3 separate regions of the Mus musculus genome follow, and all the other regions are linked to region 2. The links are chromatin contacts, called in public promoter capture Hi-C maps. All regions are on one chromosome and are shown on one strand. The core of a region is the stretch at or near the end of the contact, and the rest is flanking DNA. Distances in the headings are between cores, read along the strand shown. Region 1 holds the start of Sympk (symplekin). Region 2 holds the start of Rabac1 (Rab acceptor 1 (prenylated)). Region 3 holds the start of Kmt2b (lysine (K)-specific methyltransferase 2B).

The links. Promoter capture Hi-C pulls out the DNA fragments that hold promoters and counts their contacts.
Region 1: a promoter capture Hi-C map of pre-B cells shows a contact between it and region 2, with 3 times the contacts expected there. The contact joins the promoter of Sympk here to the promoter of Rabac1 in region 2. A contact is called at or near these places in 2 of 39 promoter capture datasets (maxillary cranial neural crest and pre-B cells).
Region 3: a contact with region 2 is called in a promoter capture Hi-C map of liver. The contact joins the promoter of Kmt2b here to the promoter of Rabac1 in region 2. A contact is called at or near these places in 3 of 39 promoter capture datasets (cranial neural crest, liver and maxillary cranial neural crest).

What each region holds. Positions count from the first base shown.
Region 1 is chr7:19,021,862-19,025,682 of GRCm38.p6, reverse strand. It overlaps Sympk (symplekin), which reads right to left and starts at 1,306. Exons shown (of 27, transcript NM_026605.2): 1 at 1,177-1,306. Foxa3 (forkhead box A3) reads left to right here and starts at 2,144. Exons shown (of 2, transcript NM_008260.2): 1 at 2,144-2,334. The coding sequence starts at 2,266.
Region 2 is chr7:24,970,160-24,974,537 of GRCm38.p6, reverse strand. It overlaps Rabac1 (Rab acceptor 1 (prenylated)), which reads left to right and starts at 1,810. Exons shown (of 5, transcript NM_010261.2): 1 at 1,810-2,011; 2 at 2,224-2,436; 3 at 2,680-2,777; 4 at 4,350-4,378. The coding sequence starts at 1,956.
Region 3 is chr7:30,586,346-30,590,628 of GRCm38.p6, reverse strand. It overlaps Kmt2b (lysine (K)-specific methyltransferase 2B), which reads left to right and starts at 1,903. Exons shown (of 37, transcript NM_029274.2): 1 at 1,903-2,274; 2 at 3,302-3,374; 3 at 3,600-4,283. The coding sequence starts at 1,912. Zbtb32 (zinc finger and BTB domain containing 32) reads left to right here. Exons shown (of 6, transcript NM_021397.2): 5 at 109-273; 6 at 422-948. The coding sequence ends at 699. It overlaps Gm32082 (a long non-coding RNA gene), which reads right to left and starts at 1,850. Exons shown (of 3, transcript XR_003946734.1): 1 at 1,310-1,850; 2 at 1,024-1,110; 3 at 270-415. Mir3569 (microRNA 3569) reads right to left here and starts at 1,249; the gene lies at 1,192-1,249.

The DNA.
Region 1 (3,821 bases), core at 57-2,556, 5.9 Mb after region 2:
CAGATGACCTAATTCAACATACAATGTAAACAACGTTGTTACATTGTATTGTTGAGGGAGGATGTAAAATTTTAAAGTCAGTGTAAACCATTTTCCTGACTATTTCAATCTTAAGATTGGCTGAATCCACGCATGTGAACTTCCAAGACAAGCTGATGGTCAACTTTATAGAAACTATTTTCTATTTCACTTTTTTTTCTCTTAGTAAATACTGAGCTCAGTCTATTTTCCACCTTCCTTTCTTTCCACGGTTGCAAATCATTTTATTACGTAAATATAGTGATTTCTGCTAGACTTCCCACTGAAGGACAGCCGGGATGTTTGCAGTCTGGCTATCAGAAACATTAACACTGTTTTCCCCTCTCTGGTTGTGTGCTCAGCATTGAACCGCCCCTCCCACCAGGAAGTACGATGACTTTCCCGTTATCCTAAAGAGTGGATCTCCAAGTGTTTTTGTTTGTTTGTTTGTTTGTTTGTTTTTTGTATTTTCTGTATTCATTCAACGAGCATCGCCTAAGCAACACCAGTGTATGTTGGGCGCGAGCTGTGCTGGGAGGCAGGCACCAGGACACACTCTGTCCTCTCTTACACAGAGCCCAGGGTCAGGGACCTCCTCACGCAGCACACAAATAAAATCCTAATAACAAGTTCGACCACACGTGACGAGAAGGCAAGGCAAGGGGACCTAGGAGAGCCTTCAGCAGGCGGATTTGAGGAAGGAGGGAGGCAAACGGAGGTTTTGCAGGGGCAGTGACGTGGGGTGCCGAGCCCCCCAACCCCGAAGATGAAAGGGAGTTAGGCCGAAGGATAACAGCACGTTTCCAGGGCGGGGGACACTGGGGAGGAACAGCCTGTGCAAAGGCCCGGAGGTGGGAAGCTTCGCACACGGCCAGTCTGGGGAAGTGAAGGGCCCGGTGCAGCAGTGTGCGGAGCGGGGGACGAGCCAGGGCCAGGCTGGTGGCCCAGGAGGTCTGCGCGGCCACGGTGGAACTTTGGCCCCGGGGGACCGGGAAGCCAAAGAAGGCAAGGATGGGTCCCGAGCAGTGTGGGAAGAAGCGGGGGCCCGCGACCCCGCTGCTCCCGGCCCTCGCCGAGGCCCTCCCCATCGCTCGCGCCCCGGCCTTGTCAGCGCCCCCCCTCCCCCCACCCCAGGACCTCACGCCGCCACCCGCTCACCGCGACTCCGGCCTCTGTCCCCCTCGCGCCCCCTCAGCAGCGCCTCTCCGCAGACGCTGCCGCCGCCGCCATCTTCCGCCCGCCGCCGTGACACGGCGCAGGCGCTGCACTAGTAGGGCCGCCGGGAAATGGAGTCCGGCACCGCGGCCGGTCCCCGCCCCTAAGGCGTGCCGCGTCGGCAGCCGCCCGCCCTCCCCGGGCGTCCACCGGAGCGGCCGCCATTTCCGGCCTTCGAGCGCCATGCCTTCTGGGAAATGTAGTCCGCGCTGCGCAGGCGCCGGACGGAAATGGGAACGAAGGCTTCTGGGAAATGGAGTTCCCAGCGGTCCGGAGTCCCTCTCCCTAGACGGCTGGCTAACGTTGAGTGGAGAGTGCTGTGAGTGGAGTTTCTGGGTCTTAGAGGAGATCTGGTGCCTTAATGGGGTCTGAGCAGAAGCCCTGAGCCTTTCCACCGCCGACCCTGACTCTGTACGGAGCCTGCAACATTCGCAGACGTCAAAAGCCTCAGTCTTCCTGTCTGTCCAATGGGAATGTGGTTTCAGGAATCTCTGCGGGCTACTTAAACGGTGTTGTATAGGGACTTGTGGAGTCCTGAGCTCTGTCAACCTCCTTTCTTTCGTGGAAGACATGCGGGGTTCTAGAGTTTCCCTCCTTTAGCTGGAGATGATGAAACACTTAGAGGCAGAAAGATTCCCCGGCTCCCGCTCTGTTGCTCTAGGGCTTTTGGGATCAGCAGGGTGTGGCTCTCTACCCCACGCCTTGTAGTCCCCGACTCTTCATCCATCGCAAGCTTCCAGGTGCCAGGACCGAGGCTCCCAGTGCCTGAGGTCTCTCTTCTTGAGATCCCGCAGGGGGCGCCCCAATCCGAGGGCGCCGCGCTCGGGGAGGCGGGCGGGGAGCCCGGGGCGGGCCCGGGAGGGGGTGTCCCGGCTATAAAAAGTGGCTGCCTCCCAAGGCGCCTGGGCCAGCGGGACTCCCGGGCTGTGTGCCTCAGGTCGGAACTCGGGGCTAGTGCCTGTAGAGAGACCGAAGCACTCGGTTCCCCCAGGGGGGCCTCAGCCTGGGTGTGTGGGGGCGCAGGCCCCGGGGATGCTGGGCTCAGTGAAGATGGAGGCTCATGACCTGGCCGAGTGGAGCTACTACCCGGAGGCGGGCGAGGTGTGTCCTCGGGGATGGCGGAGCGGGAAATGGGGGGCAGGTGTGGGGCTTAAATGCAAGCAGGCGCTGTGGTGTGGGCCCAGGTGGGAGCAACAGACCTGAGGACACAGATTCTAGGTGTGGGAGTCGGGGGACAAGGTTTGGGAGAACGATTTAGACTGCAGATCCATGCGAAGGCTTGCTTCCAACGGAAGAAAATGTTAGCAATGAAACCTCGAAGTTATACTTGAAAGGTGTCGAGCCCCTGAGTCGAATGAACAAATTGGAGGTGGGAACCGGAGCTCTAGGGTAGAGCGATAGAGCTGGAGGACCTCGAGAAATGAGTTCTGTAGTAGAGAGGAGAAATACAGAGACTAAGAGGCATTGGTAGTCCGCAGTAAGGAAAAGTTTGTGCCGGAATTCAGGGTTGAAGACGGGGGTTGGGGGACTTCGGGCAGTCGGGGGTCAGAATTGAGGTTCCGGGATAAAGATCAGCTGAGGAGCTAAGGTAGGGGCACAAATAGGGTGGTCGGGGGTCCTTCTGAGGAATCTAATGTAACAGGTGGCTTAGGTAGACTAGTCCTCAGATGACGTCAGCCTTGGAAGATCAAAAGACAAGAGGATCCACATCTGTGTGGCAGGAGTCAGCCATCCTTACCCCGACCCTCAGCAGGGGCTCTCCAGAATGTACACCATCTAGGCATTGCTAGACTTACATTAATTCCTTCACCCCAACAAACAGAAAGTCCCTCTTCACGTCTAACTCCCGTTTGTCCGAGTGCTTCTGCACCCTGTAGTCCATATTGTGATGGTGGGGAGAAGGGCCGAGGTTCTGGACCCATGAGCTCCTGACATAGACGGCTTAAGGTGGGGGGGGGGGGCTCTCGAACAAGTCAAGCTTCAGCGGCTGAGGGAGGTGGCTAGGGTCTGTATTTCCAAGTTGTGGAATTGGACTCCTGGATCCCTAGGGGTAGCTGGTCTTGGAGTTGGCGAGGTGCCCGGGAGGGGCCTGTCCTAGGTCTGGTGAGGTGTGAGGTGGGGCAGAGCTGACCGGGAAGGAATTGGGAGTGTGCAGAAGTAGAAAGGGAGGGGGCTGGAGGTGTTGGTGACTTTGTAGGAAGGCAGAAGCCAGGGTGGTATCTCAGGTCATTGGGAGTTTGAGCATTGGATTTAAGAGAGCCAACTACAAGTCTGTCCTTCTGGGGACACATCTGAAGAAGTTAGTTGAGGGTTCTAGAGAAGAAAAACTAAAATTTGGGAGTACTGTGTGAATGCTCCCCAGCCCTCAGTTGAGGAGACAGTGTATGTAGAGGCTGACGGAAATTGACAGACCAGTTGTGGATATGCATGCCTGTAAACCTAGCATTTGGAAAGCTGAGGCAGGAGGATGAGAAGTTCTAAGGTCGACTACATAGCAAGCTTAATCTACAGAATGAGACTTTGGGGGAAGGAGAGTTAGGTGAGGGCCAGCTTACATGTCATTTGGAAGTATCCACAAAACGAACTAA
Region 2 (4,378 bases), core at 561-3,060:
CTCACTTTGTAGACCACACTGGTCGTGAACTCACAGAGATCCAACTGCTTCTGCCTCCTGAGTACTGGGATTAAAGACATGTGCCACCAACCCCTGGCCACATCTGTGATCCTACAGAATTCTTGGACTAGGAACAAAAATCAGAAGTTCAAGATCATACTATCCTTGCCTACAGAGCCATGGTAGAGAAAGAAAAAATAATAAAGCTGGCCATTTTCTAGCGGTGACCACCTGTAATCCCACCAGGTGGGAGGCAGAGAGGGGAGGATCAGCCATTCAGGGTTGGAGCACTTGGGGCTCTTTGTACTGTGACCTCTGGTGATCTCAGGACAAGACGATCCTGGGAGGGAGGAGTTGCATGGGCCAAGACCTCTCCTGGGACACCCACATACTCTGCTTCAATCACCTAGCACCAGGAAGGAGCATCCGCTTTGACAGAGGGACTCAGCACAGGACAGAAGTGGGGGAGGCCCCTTGAAGTCATGCAGCCGGCATTATGATCAAGGTCTCGAGTTCCTGTTAATATCTTCTGGCTTTTTCCCAGTGCCACTTGCTCTGGGAAGCACAGGAAAGAGCTCAGAGCCAAGTCCCATCTCCCACAGCCTTCTCGGATGTCTCCTACTACCTACTGACTCAAAACCCATCTAACGTGAGCCTCCTCCCTCAGGAACCTGAAAGTACCCCCTGCCTCATCACATCTCTACCTCAGGGTCCTCGCTTCCACTGTCCCAAAGGACTCCTTTCCCAGCTTCCAGACACCTATCCTAAAAATCCCAGTATTCAAATTTCTTACATTCTTTGAATTAGTTTGCCACTTTCTGCAACAGTGTTGCCTCTGGATCCCACTGCCTTCTCCACTGCCTTCTCCCGAAGCCCCGACTCCCACCAGGGCAGCAGAGACTTGAGGGTCATGAAATAGAAAGAATTTGCTTAGTCCTCTTAAAGAAACTGAATTGGTTCCCATAGCAGTCAAACCCAGCTGACTTTTGCCGCCAAACTGGTTTCCAAGGTTCTCTGTCTTTTCCAGTACTCTGGCCTTGTGGTGTCCCTCTTTAGTCTTTAGGCTAACTGTACATTTGCAGTCCTCCACTGATCTGAAGCAATGCTGGACCCCAAGTGGGAAACCCAGACACAATTTCCTGCTGAGTGGCCCATACTGAAATCCCAACCCGGAGGAGTTCCGTTCCCAGCACCCATGATTTCTAGACAGCTCATAATTGCCTGTAACTCCAGTTCCAGGAGCTCTAAAACCCTCTTCTGGTGGCACACACGCATAAACATATAAAAGTAAATCTTTTCTTTTAAAATGCAAACATTTATTTTTAAATCATGTGTATCTGAGTGTGGGTATGTGCACATGAGTATGTCTGATTGGCTAGAGCTGGAGTTTCGGGCAGTTGTGAAGCACTGGGTGTGGATGCTGGGAACCAAGCTATGATCCTTTGAAAGAGAAACAAGTAAGCCATCTCTCCTGTCTCACTTTCAAAGTAAATACTTTTAGGAAAGAAAAAGTAAATGAACTCTTTCCCAGACTTGCCCAGTTAGAATCAGAATATCTGAGTTTTCGAACAATGTTTTATTAAGCTCTCTCGAGCCAGAACGACAGCTCTGCACGGTCCACGGAAGTACGTTTCTGCCATTCGAACTCCCACAAAATCCTCTGTCCTGACAGTCCACCTGCTGTAGTCCACGCTGAGCCTCCTGAAACTACAATTCCCACAATGCCTAGAGGCTCCCGACGAGCTCTTAGCATACATCTCCCAAGATGTCTTGCGAGGCAAACCTGCCTCTTGACGCCACGATGACTACAACACCCACAATGCTTGGAGGAACAACTACCGCCCTCTAGAGCTCCCAACGACGCCACTTCCAAAGAGTCCCGGCTGGGGTGGGGCCGCCTAGGTGCTGCTGGGCTCCGGGCTATTTACAGCGGTTCTATCCACTGCAGTGCAGACATGGCGGCCCAGAAGGACCAGCAGAAGGATGCCGAAGGGGAAGGGCTGAGCGCCACGTGAGCAAGCAGGGTGTTACCCCCAGATCCGAGATGCAGGAGTCCCTCATCTCCTCAGAGGTCCTGGGAGGGACTCAGTCCTGTTGGCTCCCTCTCAGGACCCTTCCTCCTAGGGGTTCAAGGTCATGCTTGGGACCAGGTGTGCTAGAATCTGGGGTCCAGATTCTACCCTCTCCCTCCCTTCAGCTGCTCTGCTCTGCCCTGCCCATTAGGACCCTGCTGCCCAAGCTGATTCCATCCGGCGCAGGCCGAGAGTGGCTGGAGCGGCGCCGGGCGACCATCCGGCCCTGGGGCACCTTCGTGGACCAGCAACGTTTCTCGCGACCCCGCAATGTGGGAGAGCTTTGCCAGCGCCTGGTACGCAACGTGGAGTATTATCAAAGCAACTACGTGTTCGTGTTTCTCGGCCTCATCCTGTACTGCGTGTGAGTGCCTCTGCGGCCCCGCCCTCGATAGTCAGACCCCGCCCCCGGCTGCCAGGCCCCGCCCAGACCAGTTAGCCCACTTTGTCACTACAGGACCCGGTCAGTCTGTACTCCTGCATTCACCTGACCAGGATGTGGCCTTCGCTGGCCTAGAAGGACGTAACCTCAGTCTGTGTCCAAAGCTAGAGGGGCCTGGCTGACGCAGCCTCGGATACCTAACTCCTGTCTCCCACACTCTTCCAGGGTGACATCTCCCATGCTGCTGGTGGCTCTGGCTGTCTTCTTTGGCGCCTGTTACATTCTCTATCTGCGCACGTTGCAGTCTAAGCTTGTACTCTTTGGTAAGAAATCTCCTGCCCAAATGGCTCCTCGGGCCTTTCTGATCGTGGTCTCACGGAATGCAAACTTCCGAATAGTTGGGACCCAAGACGGCCCCCACCGAGCTGTCCACTAGAGTCACTTAACTTGGTCTTTAAGGGCTTAGACCCACCAGGTGCTCCCCTCCAGTCTCAGCTTCCCAAACCCAGAGAGACCCCAAAGCCCTGGCACCTCTGTCTCTTGTAAATGACTTAATCCAATTCCACTCAACCCCCCCCCCCCCCCCCCACGGAACGCATCAGCTGCAGATACCCACACTGCACACCAGGTGGCGACCTCATGCAGGCCTAGATCCGTGTTCCTTCCCAAGTCTTGGCCCTGATGATTCTCAGAGGGGAAGGCTGAGATCTGTAAGTCCGGTGGCCCCAGACTGTCACCAGGACCACTGGAAAGAAAGGTGTCAGGGAAGACCCAATGAGGGGAATCCAAAAGTTTCCGAGGAGACTTAAAATAAGTCTTTCATAGCCCAGCAAGCTTAAGGACCAAACAAAGATAGGCTGTGGCAAAGAAATAGACTGAAGCAGGTCAGAACTTGGCTTCTGCAGGTAGTGGTCACTAGGACATACACACTTTTCAGGCATAGGAGAGCGTGGGGCGGGGGTGGAGGAAATTAATATATATGTACTAGGGTTTAAAGAGTGTGTTGCTATGCCCTAGCCTTAAAAAATGTGTAATGCGGGCCCTCTGGAAGAATACGTGCTTTTAACTCCTGAGTCACCTTCTCCAGCCCCCACAAACCAAATTCTCGCAAGGTGCATCAAAGAACACATCCTTAAAACCAGAAGCTGGCCTGTGCCTCTAATCCCAGCACTTGGGAAGCTAAAACAGGAGGATTGCTACAAGTTCAGGATAAGCCTAGCCGGGCGGTGGTGGCGCATGCCTTTGATCCCAGCACTCGGGAGGCAGAGGCAGGCGGATTTCTGAGTTTGAGGCCAGCCTGGTCTACAAAGTGAGTTCCAGGACAGCCAGGGCTACACAGAGAAACCCTGTCAAAAAAAAAAAAAAATCAAAATAAGTGCCTAGAGAGATGGTTCAGCAGTTGAGTACTCAGTTGAGTACTGTTCTTGGTTTGGTTCCAAGCACCCAAGTCAGGTGGGTGCCCATGGCCACCTCCTCATGGGCACCTGATCTTGGGCACGTATGCGTGCAGGGCATATACACACAATTCAAAGAAATAAATCTTAACAAAGGAAAAAAGGGGACAAAAATCCTTAGGTCAGATTTGACTGTGGAGCCACCAGCCTGAGACTCCCGGTGACCAGGGTGGAACATCAGGCCCTAGTCTGAAGTGACCTGAGGGCTCCTGGGAGAGGTGAAGCTAGACAGCAGAGGTGGGGCAGAGGAAGGTTGTTATGGGGACAGGGGGCTTTGGGGAGGCAGGGTAGGGGCCAGGTATGGGAGACACTGATGTGAGGAGTCTGTATTATTACATGGAAGGTTCCAGAGTCTGTGACACTAGATGGGTGGAAAGTGACCCTGGACACTTGTGGGAAAGGGTCGGGTGGGAACGGCTACCTTACACCATCTGTTCCCAGGCCGGGAGGTGAGCCCAGCACATCAGTAT
Region 3 (4,283 bases), core at 654-3,153, 5.6 Mb before region 2:
GTAGGGTGAGAGCTGCCGCCTCCCCTCTCCTCACCAAATCGTTTAGACATTGTATTGATTCGGCCTCAGGGATTCTGTCTGGGTCACGCCATTTCTCTGTCCACACAGGCACACTGGCAACCTGTGTGAGTCAGGAGCGCACACTGAACTGCCCATCTCACCAACACCCTCCTTTACCCTCTCCTGCTCGCTCTCGGCCCTATTCTTGCTCTGTGTGTGGAAAGAGGTTTTCACTCAAGCATCAGATGGAGACACATTACCGAGTCCACACAGGTATGGGCATCCTGCCCAGTGTGAATTTATCTTTTTCGTTTCCATCGCCGGCCTGCCAGCTCCTCCCTTGCCCTATTGCTCGACGCACCCCTAGCTTGGAGAGCCTTCGCCCATTTCTTCCTTCTCTGGCTTTCTCCTCCACCTGTAGGAGAGAAGCCCTTCTCCTGTAGCCTCTGTCCTCAGCGCTCCCGGGATTTCTCTGCCATGACCAAGCACCTGAGGACACATGGGGCTGCTCCCTATCGATGCCCTCTGTGCAGGGCTGGCTGCCCTAGCCTGGCCTCCATGCAGGCGCACATGCGTGGCCACTCGCCCAGCCGGCTGCCGCCTGGATGGACCATACGCTCCACCTTCCTCTACTCTTCCTCGAGGCCGACCCGGGCCTCCAGCTCTCCCGGTAGTCCTACCTCCTCTGCTGCCACCTGACCGGGTGTTGGTAGCTTCTCTGGCTTGACAAAGAGTCCAAAGAATGAAAGGCAGAAGGGCTCAGCTAGGGCGGCCTGGCAAATTTAACCACAGAAGAACTGCGAGACAGGAGCTACGAACCCTTCCGGGACAAGCGAGTTGCAGAAGCCTCGGCCTGGCGAGCCCGAGTTAAAGGACAATTAACTCGGTGAAGATTAACTGGGGACTGTCAATTTCATCACTATAATAAAGTTTCCTGTGCTCCAGTCAGGACGAGTCCAGACTTTTCCTCTGTGCTAGGGGGTTTCCACCCTTGCCCTGTAGCGGCCCCTGCTGGCCATTCACCATTCAATAAACAGAGGGTCACACTTCTCCTTCCGGGGGGCTTCGTATAATTCCCGAGGGCAGCACGCGGCAAAGGCGCTCCAGACCCTGCGGGAGAGGAAAGGTGGCTTTGAGGCGCCCCAAGACTCTGGTTCCTCCCACAGCAATCTACCGCGCGCGTAGTCTAGGGCTGGAGAGGAGCGCAGACTGAGGTCCGGATTTCGACCACCGGTCTGCTCTCCTCCGAGTAAGGGACGGAAGACTAGCCTCTCCAGCATCTCCCCTCCGCGCCGGGCAATGCGGCTACCGGGTTGCGCCTGGAAGTGAGACTAATCCAGCGCCGCCGCCCTCCCCTCAGCCAACGCCTAGCGCAATAGCTAACTTCGTCTACTGTGTGTCCGTCGGGTTCCCAGGGTCCGAAGCCAACGGTACCCTGGGAAGGACCCTGGGAATGGTAGTCCATGCAGGTCGCTAGTTCCGACTAGAACAATGGGAGGAGTCTGAGCCGGGAACCACACCTCCTGGAGACCAGGAACTGGTTCTCCTGGTCTCTGTCGCCAACCCGGTATTCCCAGTTCTCGCGCCCCAGCTGTCGGCGGAAGGAGCAAGGCGACTGGACTACATTCCCCAGAAGACCTTGCGCCTCCCGCTCTCAGGCCGCGACGCGGGGTCCGCTCTTCAGGTGCGGCTGGAGGGTGACGGCCGACCGGCCCAGGACTCCTGCTCCCGTGGTGCCCCGCGCGTGGCCAGCCCAGCCCCCGGCTCCTGCCCGCCCCACAGCGGCGCTGGTTGTTGTCGTGAGCCGCAGCCGCCCCGCTTTGCCCCTCCTCCCCTCCTCTCCCCTCCCCCCCGGCCCTGCGCACGGGCTGCCCCTCCCCCCGCCTCCCCGGCCCCTCTCACGGTGCCAAGATGGCGGCGGCGGCGGGCGGCGGCAGTTGCCCCGGGCCTGGCTCCGCACGGGGCCGCTTCCCGGGCCGGCCGCGGGGTTCCGGCGGGGGCGGGGGCCGCGGCGGCCGAGGCAACGGAGCCGAAAGAGTGCGGGTAGCCCTGCGGCGCGGTGGCGGCGCGGCGGGGCCGGGAGGAGCCGAGCCCGGGGAGGACACGGCCCTGCTCCGTTTGCTGGGTCTTCGCCGGGGCCTGCGCCGGCTCCGCCGCCTGTGGGCTGGTGCGCGAGTTCAGCGAGGCCGAGGCCGCGGCCGGGGACGGGGCTGGGGCCCGAACCGAGGCTGCATGCCGGAGGAAGAGAGCAGTGACGGGGAATCCGAGGAGGAGGTGAGGCGGTCGGAGGTGTCTCTAGCGCCGGGTAGGGCGGAGGCCAGGGGCTTGCAGGGCTCCGGATAGCTCCGAAGGGTGTTGTGGACAAGTGGGATTCTCGGGGCTCCTGGAAAGAAGCACGAAGGAAGCAGGCTGCGTGGAGCGTTTGGGTAGCTAGGGCCTTTGAAAGTGATCAGAGAAACCCTGACTGCAGCTAGACGCCTGGAGCCCAATTGGTGTCCTGAGCTGATCTTTCGCGGTAGCAATGGCAGAGCAGGACAGGAGTGGGTGAAGAGGCCATAGGGATTGCATGCCGGACCAGCGGTGGTTGACAGCAGCAGCGTGGCCTTAATTGACCAAGGCTAGAGAGCCTCCTGGGCTCTTACTTGCAGGCTGCCTCCTTGGCCCTTAAAATCCGCGACATATCCCTGCCCTGGTTCCACCAGGGCCCCAGTTGCTCTCTGGTTCTAAGGTAGAGTGGTGGAGGCTTCTTAGGCGCGGGTTGAAGAGGGATAGAATGAATGCTGAGTCTTGAATCTGGAGTGAGTGCAGTCATGGTTTATCCCTCTCAGCCTTTTGGAGAAGGCAGGAGGGTGTGGATTCTATTGCTTAGGAGAGCTAGCTGTCCTCTGAGGGCTCAGAGTGGATTCTAATATGATAAACCATCTGCTCCACCTCTCATCTCCCCCAAACACTCCCCATTTTTAAGAATGCCCTGCAAGGGTGTAAATGGAGGACCTACTTTGTTTTAAGTTGGAATTAGCCCTCATTGTAATGCCTATTGCTTAACTCGAGGAGACCCTCTAGTGTTTTCTTCTGGGCTAGTGAATTACTGATGGCTGTGCTGGAATGGTCTGGTTCAAGAACGCCTTGTACCTTTATTCCTTCTGACCTTGCCTCAGTCTTTTAAGTTCTTTGGTAAATGAGGAGGAGTATGTTAAGGTGGACGATAACTATCATATCTGCAACACCTGAAGCCCAGATGGAACCAGGGCTTTGGTACTGACTGCTGTTTCTCCCCTTCACCCTTGGTCCCCTAAATCAGGAGTTTCAGGGTTTTCATTCAGATGAAGATGTGGCCCCCAGTTCCCTGCGCTCTGCGCTTCGGTCCCAGCGAGGTGAGTGATGGGGAAACTCTACCTCTCTAGTGTTGCGGGAAGGTTCTTGCCCTTTGTGTTCAGCTAGTCTCTACCAGTTACTGAGTGTCCTGTGTTCAGTCCAAGGTAGCCTGGGCTGTGGGGAAAAACAGACAAGTAAGACTTAGTATCCTGTCTTTCTGGGGTGCTTTTCTTAAGACTGAAGGGCCAGTTTGACCCATCTCCCCACAACTGTTCTCCTTTTAGGTCGAGCCCCTCGGGGTCGGGGCCGCAAGCATAAGACGACCCCCCTTCCTCCTCGCCTAGCAGATGTGACTCCTGTCCCCCCAAAGGCCCCTACTCGGAAACGGGGTGAGGAGGGCACAGAACGGATGGTGCAGGCACTGACTGAACTTCTCCGGCGGTCCCAAGCACCCCAACCCCCCCGGAGCCGGGCACGGGCACGTGAACCCTCTACTCCCCGACGGTCTCGGGGAAGGCCCCCAGGACGGCCAGCCGGTCCCTGCCGGAAAAAGCAGCAAGCAGTAGTGTTAGCAGAAGCGGCTGTGACAATCCCTAAACCCGAGCCTCCGCCCCCTGTGGTTCCAGTAAAGAACAAAGCTGGCAGTTGGAAATGCAAGGAGGGACCTGGTCCAGGACCTGGAACCCCCAAACGTGGAGGACAGCCTGGGAGAGGAGGCCGTGGAGGCAGGGGCAGAGGCCGAGGCGGACTTCCCCTTATGATCAAGTTTGTTTCCAAGGCCAAGAAAGTGAAGATGGGACAATTGTCCCAGGAACTAGAATCAGGTCAGGGTCATGGTCAACGTGGGGAAAGCTGGCAGGATGCCCCCCAAAGAAAAGATGGAGATGAACCAGAAAGGGGCTCGTGTAGAAAGAAACAGGAGCAGAAACTGGAGGAGGAGGAGGAGGAGGAGGAGAAGGAGGGAGAAG